Linked DNA regions of Pan troglodytes: all the other regions are linked to region 1. A link is a contact called in public Hi-C and HiChIP or PLAC-seq data. All regions are on one chromosome and are shown on one strand. The core of a region is the stretch at or near the end of the contact, and the rest is flanking DNA. Distances in the headings are between cores, read along the strand shown.

Region 1 (2,984 bases), core at 285-2,784:
CAGAATTAACTCCTTATTGTGTCTGCCTCTTAAGAGTTTTCTTAATTGATTACTACCTGGCATTGTTAGTTTATTGTCCAGTACATAAGTTTCTTCAAAGATTATGGGATCATCATAAACTCACTTGCTATCATCTTAGCACTCTGAAGCTACAGTACAGATTAGCTTTCATAAAATATTTGGCCAATGTACGGTATCAATGAGTCGACAACTAAGAAAAAGTGGCTAGTTAACAATGCAAATTATTCACTTTTGGTTTAGATAAGATAGGCTTCTTGTACAACCTCTTATTTCTGGACAATTCCTTACCCCATGGGTATCTACCAAAGAGTGAGGAGGAATAAAGAACATGGTTTTCTTGCAAATTGCTCCAATATAAGGCTTTGTGAGAAGAAAAATTGAAACCAATGTCTAAAATAAGATTATTAGATTATTCAGGTTTTTCATGACTACAATTACCACGGAAAATTTAAAATCAATTGTATCATCACATATTGACTTCCAAAGTCATTACAATATTATGAGTTAACTCTGGATAGCATCTACTAAATGAAACATCAACATACACTCCTAACTTAGCTGTGGGTTTCATTTCATATGCACCTGAACTCAACTGGTGAGAATCTACCCTAAAGTTGCTGAATCTTCAAATTCCTAAGGATGTCTGCATGGCAGAGTGTTTGTGTTAAACATTTCTCCCAGTTTTGTCTCCAGTCCCTGTATTTTTGGTTGGGGGATGGGGTTGGCAGTGACTCCTAGAGTGAAAACCATCCAGCAGGTTTTAAATAGTTTTGGATTGCTGCCTAGTAGTAGTAAACCCTGAAATTAATGAGACAGAACTGATTTGAGAATGATGAGCTTGAAAGATACCAGAAGACCTATAATCACCTTCTTGCCCACTCAATTTAACTCATTCTTAAAAGTCATTCTCATTTTAAAAAATGGCTATTTGTATTTTAAATATTCACATGACTGATCATATAATGTTAATCAATTTGACTGCCTTTACTTAAGAAAGTCTTTTGTAACTTTAATTTTCACCAGGTGTTATAAAAGATATCCTGTCTCTATTTATTTAGAGCAAATGGAGTTTCTTTATGCACATTCTACAATATTGTAACTAGATATCGTTTTGAAGGAGTTTTATTTGCTTTGGATGGTGTTATCTGCTTAGACTTTTTTTTTTAAGTACTTTTCCTTGCCATGATCTTAGAAATTCTCTAGAAGCTGGTTTTGTTTTCATTTTTTTCTCAGGAAATGTCCAAAAGTAAGGATGCTATTTTACCAGTATCCACATTCAATTCTAAATGGGAGGGGGGAAAAAAGCAAATCTCAGGAGGGGAAATGCAAAAAGCACTGCTGTAGCACAAACAGCTACTTCTGTGTCTCCTTCATAGAAGAGTAAGAAGTTTGTGAAAACATTAGGCCTATAACCACACAGTTAAATTACATCCTCTAAATGGCCTTTACAGTGAACCTGAGAAATGAGGCAGTGGCTGAATGTAATTCCCCTCTGAGTGTGAATGCTCCTCCTTCCTGTGCTGGTCCCACCTCTTTTCTCTGTGTCATTACTAACTAGTGCCGGTTCAAACTGGCTGGCTCCAGCCTTTGCAGCATCCTTTCTCTCCTTCTGTGGGCTTTTGTTTGAGTTATAACAGAGCAAGGCTTTTTGCTTCCATGCAGTTTGTGAAATTAATCCACAAACTGAAAAACATCACAGTATATCACTCAATAATTTATTATTGACCTGGTTACCTGAAAAAAATACCTGGTACAAAATACCACCCTATTTATACCCAGTGCACATATATTTACAATTAAACAGAGCATTGTACTGAAACTCAGCCAACTCACCTGTATAAAGTCCCATTGCTGGCAATGGCCAAGTTTGGAATAAGAAGCAGCAGCAACAAAATCATGGATGATTCATAAATTCACAGTAAATGCCAACCATACCTGGCCTTTTGACTTAGCTTGGATTCTTAGTGAACACTAGACAGTAACACAGATAATATATTTTCTCTTTGTGGAATAGTTTGAACACTGAGTGTGCTCTTGTATTTCACAAAATCAAAGCAACTCATATTTTGGTTACAAGACAGAATCAGATTTATATCCAAGTCCTCAAAAGACAGTCAGTGAGGGGAGGTAGATTCTTAGCCTGAAATAACTGCAGTTCTTTTACTGCTCTGCTAGTCTGCAATAAATGCTAGGAGCTGTTTACAGGAACAGTTCTTCAGAAGAAAACAAGTCGACAATGCATTTTGAAGGCCTAAGGAAAATAAGAAGACCAAGTTATATGCTTGAGAAAACACGTTATTTCTGAACTATGTGAAGATATGAGGCTAGGTAAGAATGACAGGATCTTCTTACAGGGAGAGCTCTAAAATGGCATCAGGTTTGAAGGACAACATATATATGTCTAATCTCTCTTAATCTCTCCAGGAAATCAGATTATTGTCTATTTTCCACATGAGGCCACAGAGAATAATGGTCTAACTTATAGGGCTTTTCTAAGGTTCACATAACAGTAGGACAAGAAAGTGTTTAAAAACCTGGAAATCACTATTCAAGTATCACGTATTATTATTTTAAAGTCAAGTAAAAAAAGCAATTCTGCCACCTGTACAGCATCTAAATTTTCCCCTAAAAGGTTGTTTATGAATTCTAAATATTATTCCCAGATGAACAAGAGAGACTCTTTATCCTAAGTTATCATTTTTTCCACATTTGCTTTCATAGTACTTTATATCCTTGTCATTTAGAGCATTTTATTCACAGTAACATTAATCCACAAATATCTTCACAAAGCAGAAGAAATTCAAATTGCATGGAAAGTCAGCTGTGAGCCTAGAGTGGAATTCACATTTCCTGACCTTCAGTTTAGTGTTCCATCTGTTAGGCGCTGGTATTTGAATAATGAACTCAAATTAACCTAATCGTCATTGCTCAAAAATTCATTAATCACAGCAGCAGATCAGAAC
Region 2 (2,840 bases), core at 52-2,551, 340 kb before region 1:
TCTTAAATTTTTATGCAATAATTTGACTTTTTTTTTTTAAGGCTAGTGCATTAAGTATACCTCCCATTACAACTAGTTCAAGTATATGAGATTCCATTTCTGGTCCATATTACTCATTTTGCTTTCTTGGGCTCTGATCCTCTCTCGTATTTTCATGTTTCCTATTTGTATTTGTTTGGGGCTTTTCTCTCCTTTACAAAATTGGGTAGTCATGCTTCTCCAGTAACCTTGGTGAGTCAGTTCAACCTCTAATTACTTCAGTCTCCTTGCCTGCAAGAAAAGCAGTCAAACTACACGAACACTCTATTGTTTTGCATCATTTCACACGTACACAGGGATAAGGAGGGAAATAATTCTCCCAATGAAGCAGAACCACCGGTAACAGCTGGCACAACTTCTAAAGACCCAGTCTGCCTTGAAAAACAGCCGCAAATTGTCCCTAAATAATAATTACCCCACCTGTATCAGGACTATCTCACTGACTAGCTGCACTTCATGACACAATACCTGCTATTAACTCTCAGCATGGATATAAACATTGCCATAATATTTTTTAAAACCAACAATGTATCATGTGCACATTAGGACAACAGAATGTTAGTTAAGGCACAGAAAACACAAAGGCATGGCTACCCTGTTCTTTGGTGACTCCATATCTAATTATTACCAAACATGTCTCCAGTCTTTAGACAAATTTAGTTATTATAAGGGTGGTTGGACAAATAGCAAAGATTTGCTTTTCATTAACAAAGGGCACATCAGAACCGAGTTAATCCTTCCCAGTTACCCAACATTCAAAGCTTCTAGCGCAGTCACTTTCTAGTCATTTTAGAACCCAGAGCAGTGTGACGATTTGATGCTTAAGTTTCAACACGTTTTATTAATCCATTCTTCTGGTGCTTCATTTAAAATATTGGAAACTATAAAAAGATCAGCGTGTTAATCCTCTGCCAGGAAACAGGGGAAAAAAAGTTAAAAACCTAACAACAACACGAAAAAAAGCAAGAGCGCTGGAATCTCAGCTTTGAGGAAACACATGGGATGAAAGCATCCGCCCAAGCTCTAACCATTTGTCACATGGGACTCTTCCCCTCGGGGGTGAATCCTGGATGTCCCCAGGATGGAGCGAGGAGGTCGTGCGTGCGGGCGAGTGTGTGACTGCAGGGGGCCTTGGCGGCGCGAGGAGGCGACGCCGCCCCCTCCCTCAGGCGCAGGGAGGGTCTTCCAGGAAGCGGCGGATCTCTGCTGACTCCGCGGCTGCGGGCCCCGGGCTGCGGCCGCCCAGGCCGGCACGTAGCGCCGAGCGTGACTCAGCGCTGACTCATCGGACTCGCTGCCAGTGGATTTCCCCCGTCAGCTGCTCGCGCTACTCCTGTCGCCGGGAGCTCGCAGGACTTCGCAGATACCGCTGCCTCCTTAGTCTTTCCTGCACAGCAGAGCAGTCCTGTCGCTTTAAACAGAGCAAGCCAGCTTTCACTGCTTTTGAATCCCGACCGAGCGGGGCACTGCCGTGCTTTGTTTTCTTTGCCTTTAAGAGTGCAATAGTCCACTAATCAAATTCTTTCATCAAAAGCGTGTTGGGACAATTCCTGACATCGTCCTTCCACTGTGATTTGGAGGTGACCTCCACCCAGGTTTCACTTCCGTTGTACCCAGCTCTCGTCTTATTTTTGTCCCTCATTTTGTGAATTTATCCTCTCACTACGCTTGATAACTAACCTTGGCGCAAACCCACAATTGTGGTGACGCAAATCAGGTTGGAACTTGGCATCGTTGTGTGCGGGCAGTGAGGGACTTACTGTAAAAACTGGGGCCTTCATAAAGGCGTTCTTATTTGCCATCCTACTTGCTGATTAGATACCGTGCTCATTTTCTGTCTGCCACTCCCCTTTGAAAGTTCCTGAGACAGGCCGGGCGCGGTGGCTCACGCCTGTAATCCCATCACTCTGGGAGGCCGAGGCGGGCGGATCACGAGGTCAGGAGATCGAGACCATCCTGGCTAACACGGTGAAACACCGTCTCTACTAAAAAATACAAAAAATTAGCCGGGCGTAGTTGTGGGCGCTTGTAGTCCCAGCTACTCGGGAGGCTGAGGCAGGAGAATGGCGTGAACCTGGGAGGCGGAGCTTGCAGTGAGCCGAGATCGCGCCACTGCACTCCAGCCTGGGCGACAGAGCGAGACTCCGTCTCAAAAAAAAAAAAAAAAAAAGAAAAGAAAAGAAAAGAAAAGAAAGAAAGCTCCTGAGACAGATTTAGATGGACTGCTAAAACCTGTCCATCTAAATGGACCGGTTTAGATGGACCTCAGGAGCGGTCGTGCTCATTTCTTCTTCCCCAGAGTTCAATCTGCAGCGCGGCAGCAGGGCAGCATTTCTCTAACTTTACCGTGGACCGCCTGCATCAAAAGCGCCGCGGTAAAAATGCAGATTCTTGAAGCTCACTTCAAATTACAGACTCGGAATGTCCTGGCTGGGTGGGGGCATGGAGGCACCTGTCTGAGGTCGGGGCCTAGAAATAATCCATCGTATTAACCAACTACCTATCAGTGATTCTTAGGTACATTTAGGTTTGACAACTATAGCAAGAGGGCGAGGATGTGAGACATTATACTGGGTAGACTCTAGGACTCCTTACGATATAGAACACTGTGTTCTAAAATTGATGTTTAAGTTTTGATGGAAGGAAAAAATATTTCCAAATTTGGTTTTATATATTATATTGTTTGCTTTAACTGTATATTTATATAGACAAATTTCTTTTCTTTTTTTTTTTTTTTTTCTTTAAAGAGAGAGTCTTTCTGTGTTGCCCAGGCTGGCCTCGAACTCCTGGGCTCAAGGAAC
Region 3 (2,760 bases), core at 227-2,726, 480 kb before region 1:
GAGTGCAGTGGCATGATCAAGGCTCACTGAAGCCTCAACCTCCCAGGCTCAAGTGATCCTCTCACCCCAACCTCCTGAATAGCTGGGACTACAGGCATGCACCACTACACCTGGCTAAGGTTTTTTTCATTATTATTATTATTATTTGTAGAGATAGGAGTCTCACTATGTTTCTCAGGCTGGTCTCGAACTCCTGGGTTCAAGTGATCCTCCTACCTTGCCTCCCTTGGCCTCCCAAAGTGTTGGGATTACAAGTGTGAGGCACTGAACCTGTCCTCCAAAGTTTTTAAACAATATGCTACATCCCCATACACCAAAAGAAAAGGTAAAAACTTAGAAATCTGATAGTAATTTGAGGCAGTCTATTTATTTGTTTAAACAATAAAACATTAATGTGGCCAAAATAAATCAAATATTTTATTACTCAGGGTTTTTTTTTAATGAAATCTCTGAAATTATCTGTTCTACTCCTTGTAATGGTCAAGGGACATCAAGTATTAGGTTCACTGAGCAAATGGATAAAATATGTGATGTAACTTAAGTAGTAATATTAAAGTTATATTCAAGGTATAGACACCTATACCTTAAACAAAGGTCTTGAACAAAGGATAAATGGCAGAGGTGTAGTCTAACACTATTTAACTGATTTTAACCACTAGGCAGGGGAAATGAGGGATATAAAAAGAAAAAATATGAACATTTCCACAGATTCTGAAATACTTATTTTTAAACATCCTGAACCTATTGCTAATCATCATATGAAAAAAATTACCTTGGCTGTCTCTTAGATAGGTTTGCTTCCATCTATTATTGATGCAAAATAAAATTTGAACAGAAGTTTTCTGAGGAGGTAGCAGAAAACTTTATTAGTATAAAACAAGAAAATATAAATTTTACAAAAGATGAAAGAAAGACTTTGCAATATGAAAGATCAATTCAATACTTCAAGAATCACTCTCCTGAAATAGGCATTTATGTTCAAAATATCAGAAAATTATCAAACTGCACTTTTCAGGATAAATTTGGCCAATAAATGTCATACAAAATAAAACTATCAATTAATAAAATCTGTCTTTCCATTAGTAGTAATAAAAAAATGGCCCAAATGTTTGGTATTATAAATTTTTCATCACACCTGAGTAACTTATACATCAAAGTGACACCATAAATAATATATATGAGAATAATCCACATTTGTCTTAGTTTGGATTTCCCCTAGCAGCATATTCTGCAACCAAGATTCCCCTGCAAGTTGTTGATTTGGGAGATCTAAGGAGACACTGGCAGAGTGAGAAGTCAGTGAAGTGTGTTTTATCAAAGCAGTTACCACTGTGGGAGACTTGAAGTTGGTGTAGAACATGCCCAACCTAGGGGCAAGAGAGCTGGCGTATTTATCCATTGGCTCTCATGGTTTGAGGGCTGCTCCCTACAAGTGTTGATTCGTGGACCCTTCCCACCTGCTGGGAACACAGGCAGGGTGCTCAGCCCAGAAGAAAGCCCTAAGGCAGTAGCAAAACCACTGCACTACAGGGGTAGGACCTGAGGACATACAGACAGTCGCTGATATGAGATATTTCAGAGCACAGGTCAGCAAACATTTTCTATAAAGGACAAGAGAGTAAATACGTTAGGCTTTGCAGGCCATTACAGTCTCTGTCACAGCTATGCAACTGTGGAGTTACAGCACAAAAGCAGCCACAGACGATACATAAATGAGCACGGCTGTGTCTCAACAACACTGTATTTACAGACACAAATTTGAATTTCATAGAATTTTCATGTGTTATGAGATGTTATTCTTCTTTTGACTTTTTTTCAACCATTTAAAAATGCAAACACTATTCTTAGTTTGCAGCCATGCAAAAAACAGACTGTATTTAGCCTTCAGGCCACAGTTTGCCAATCCCTGTTTTAGACTATGAAGATATTTACCAAGCACTTATAAAATCTCAAGGGAGATGACATTCAATTTGCAAGAATATCACATGAGAACATTTAATAACCAATTGAACACAAAATAGCCCTAGTGTTTCAAAAAATAATTTATTTTCATGTTGGTTCACTGCTATATGCTGGAGTTACTGACGAATTATTAAATGCAATGAACATGTATACAAAAATCCAAGTGGTACAAATTATCTCAGACTTATTTAAAAGCTGATAGAGTTCATCTCATTAACTTGTTCTTTTAAGGTAGAGTAATCTTATATCTGATGACTACTAAAACAAAAATGAGGCCGGGCATGGTGGCTCACGCCTGTAATCCCAACACTTTGGGAGGCGGGTGGATCACTTGAGATCAGGAGTTCAAGACAAGCCTGGCCAACATGGTGAAACCCCATCTCTACTAAAAATACAAAAAGTTAGCTGGGCATGGTGGTATGTGCCTGTAATCCCAGCTACTCAGGAGGCTGAGGCATAAGAATCACTTGAACCCGCAAGGTGGAGGTTGCAGTGAGCCAAGATCACGTTATTGCACTCCAGCGTGGGCAATAGAGCGAGACTCAGTCTCAAAAAAAAAAAAAAAGAATGACTATATCACAAAGTTTTTCAAGTGCACTGGGTTAATTTGCATACTTAAATTAACTGTGAAGTTTAAGTAATGCAATCTTAAAAAGCAACTGCAGACTACACTGGGCACACTGCCCATAGGGTAGCCCTGCTCTGCAAGGAGCAGTGAAAAAAAAAGGCAACTATAGAATGTCATTGTATAAAGGGATATCAGTGAACTGGCTGGAAGCTGGGGCTTCTTTGTCTTGG

What was found. Hi-C and Micro-C count contacts between places; a contact is called where the count stands out from the background. HiChIP or PLAC-seq counts read pairs in DNA pulled down with a chosen protein or histone mark.
Region 2: an H3K4me3 HiChIP or PLAC-seq map of stem cell-derived excitatory neurons shows a contact between it and region 1, with 6 times the contacts expected there. The contact joins two enhancer-like sites. A contact is called at or near these places in 1 of 7 Hi-C or Micro-C datasets (stem cell-derived neural progenitor cells) and 1 of 1 datasets of contacts at active chromatin or transcription factors (stem cell-derived excitatory neurons).
Region 3: a Hi-C map of induced pluripotent stem cells shows a contact between it and region 1, with 1.8 times the contacts expected there. The contact joins two enhancer-like sites. A contact is called at or near these places in 2 of 7 Hi-C or Micro-C datasets (blood and induced pluripotent stem cells).

Annotation. Positions count from the first base shown.
Region 1 is chr4:25,205,492-25,208,475 of NHGRI_mPanTro3-v2.0_pri, forward strand. All of the region lies in intron 84 of ADGRV1 (adhesion G protein-coupled receptor V1), which reads right to left. Among named protein-coding and RNA genes, the nearest start is that of ADGRV1, 380 kb to the right of the region's middle. Within about 2 kb of position 1,535, at least 7 of the 24 cell types and tissues checked have an H3K27ac peak or open chromatin away from gene starts, as enhancers often do. A contact at or near this core is called in induced pluripotent stem cells, stem cell-derived excitatory neurons and stem cell-derived neural progenitor cells, where this site is marked.
Region 2 is chr4:24,867,655-24,870,494 of NHGRI_mPanTro3-v2.0_pri, forward strand. No RefSeq gene overlaps it. Among named protein-coding and RNA genes, the nearest start is that of ARRDC3, 100 kb to the left of the region's middle. Within about 2 kb of position 1,302, at least 22 of the 24 cell types and tissues checked have an H3K27ac peak or open chromatin away from gene starts, as enhancers often do. A contact at or near this core is called in stem cell-derived excitatory neurons and stem cell-derived neural progenitor cells, where this site is marked.
Region 3 is chr4:24,722,350-24,725,109 of NHGRI_mPanTro3-v2.0_pri, forward strand. No RefSeq gene overlaps it. Among named protein-coding and RNA genes, the nearest start is that of ARRDC3, 42 kb to the right of the region's middle. Within about 2 kb of position 1,477, at least 2 of the 24 cell types and tissues checked have an H3K27ac peak or open chromatin away from gene starts, as enhancers often do. A contact at or near this core is called in induced pluripotent stem cells, where this site is marked.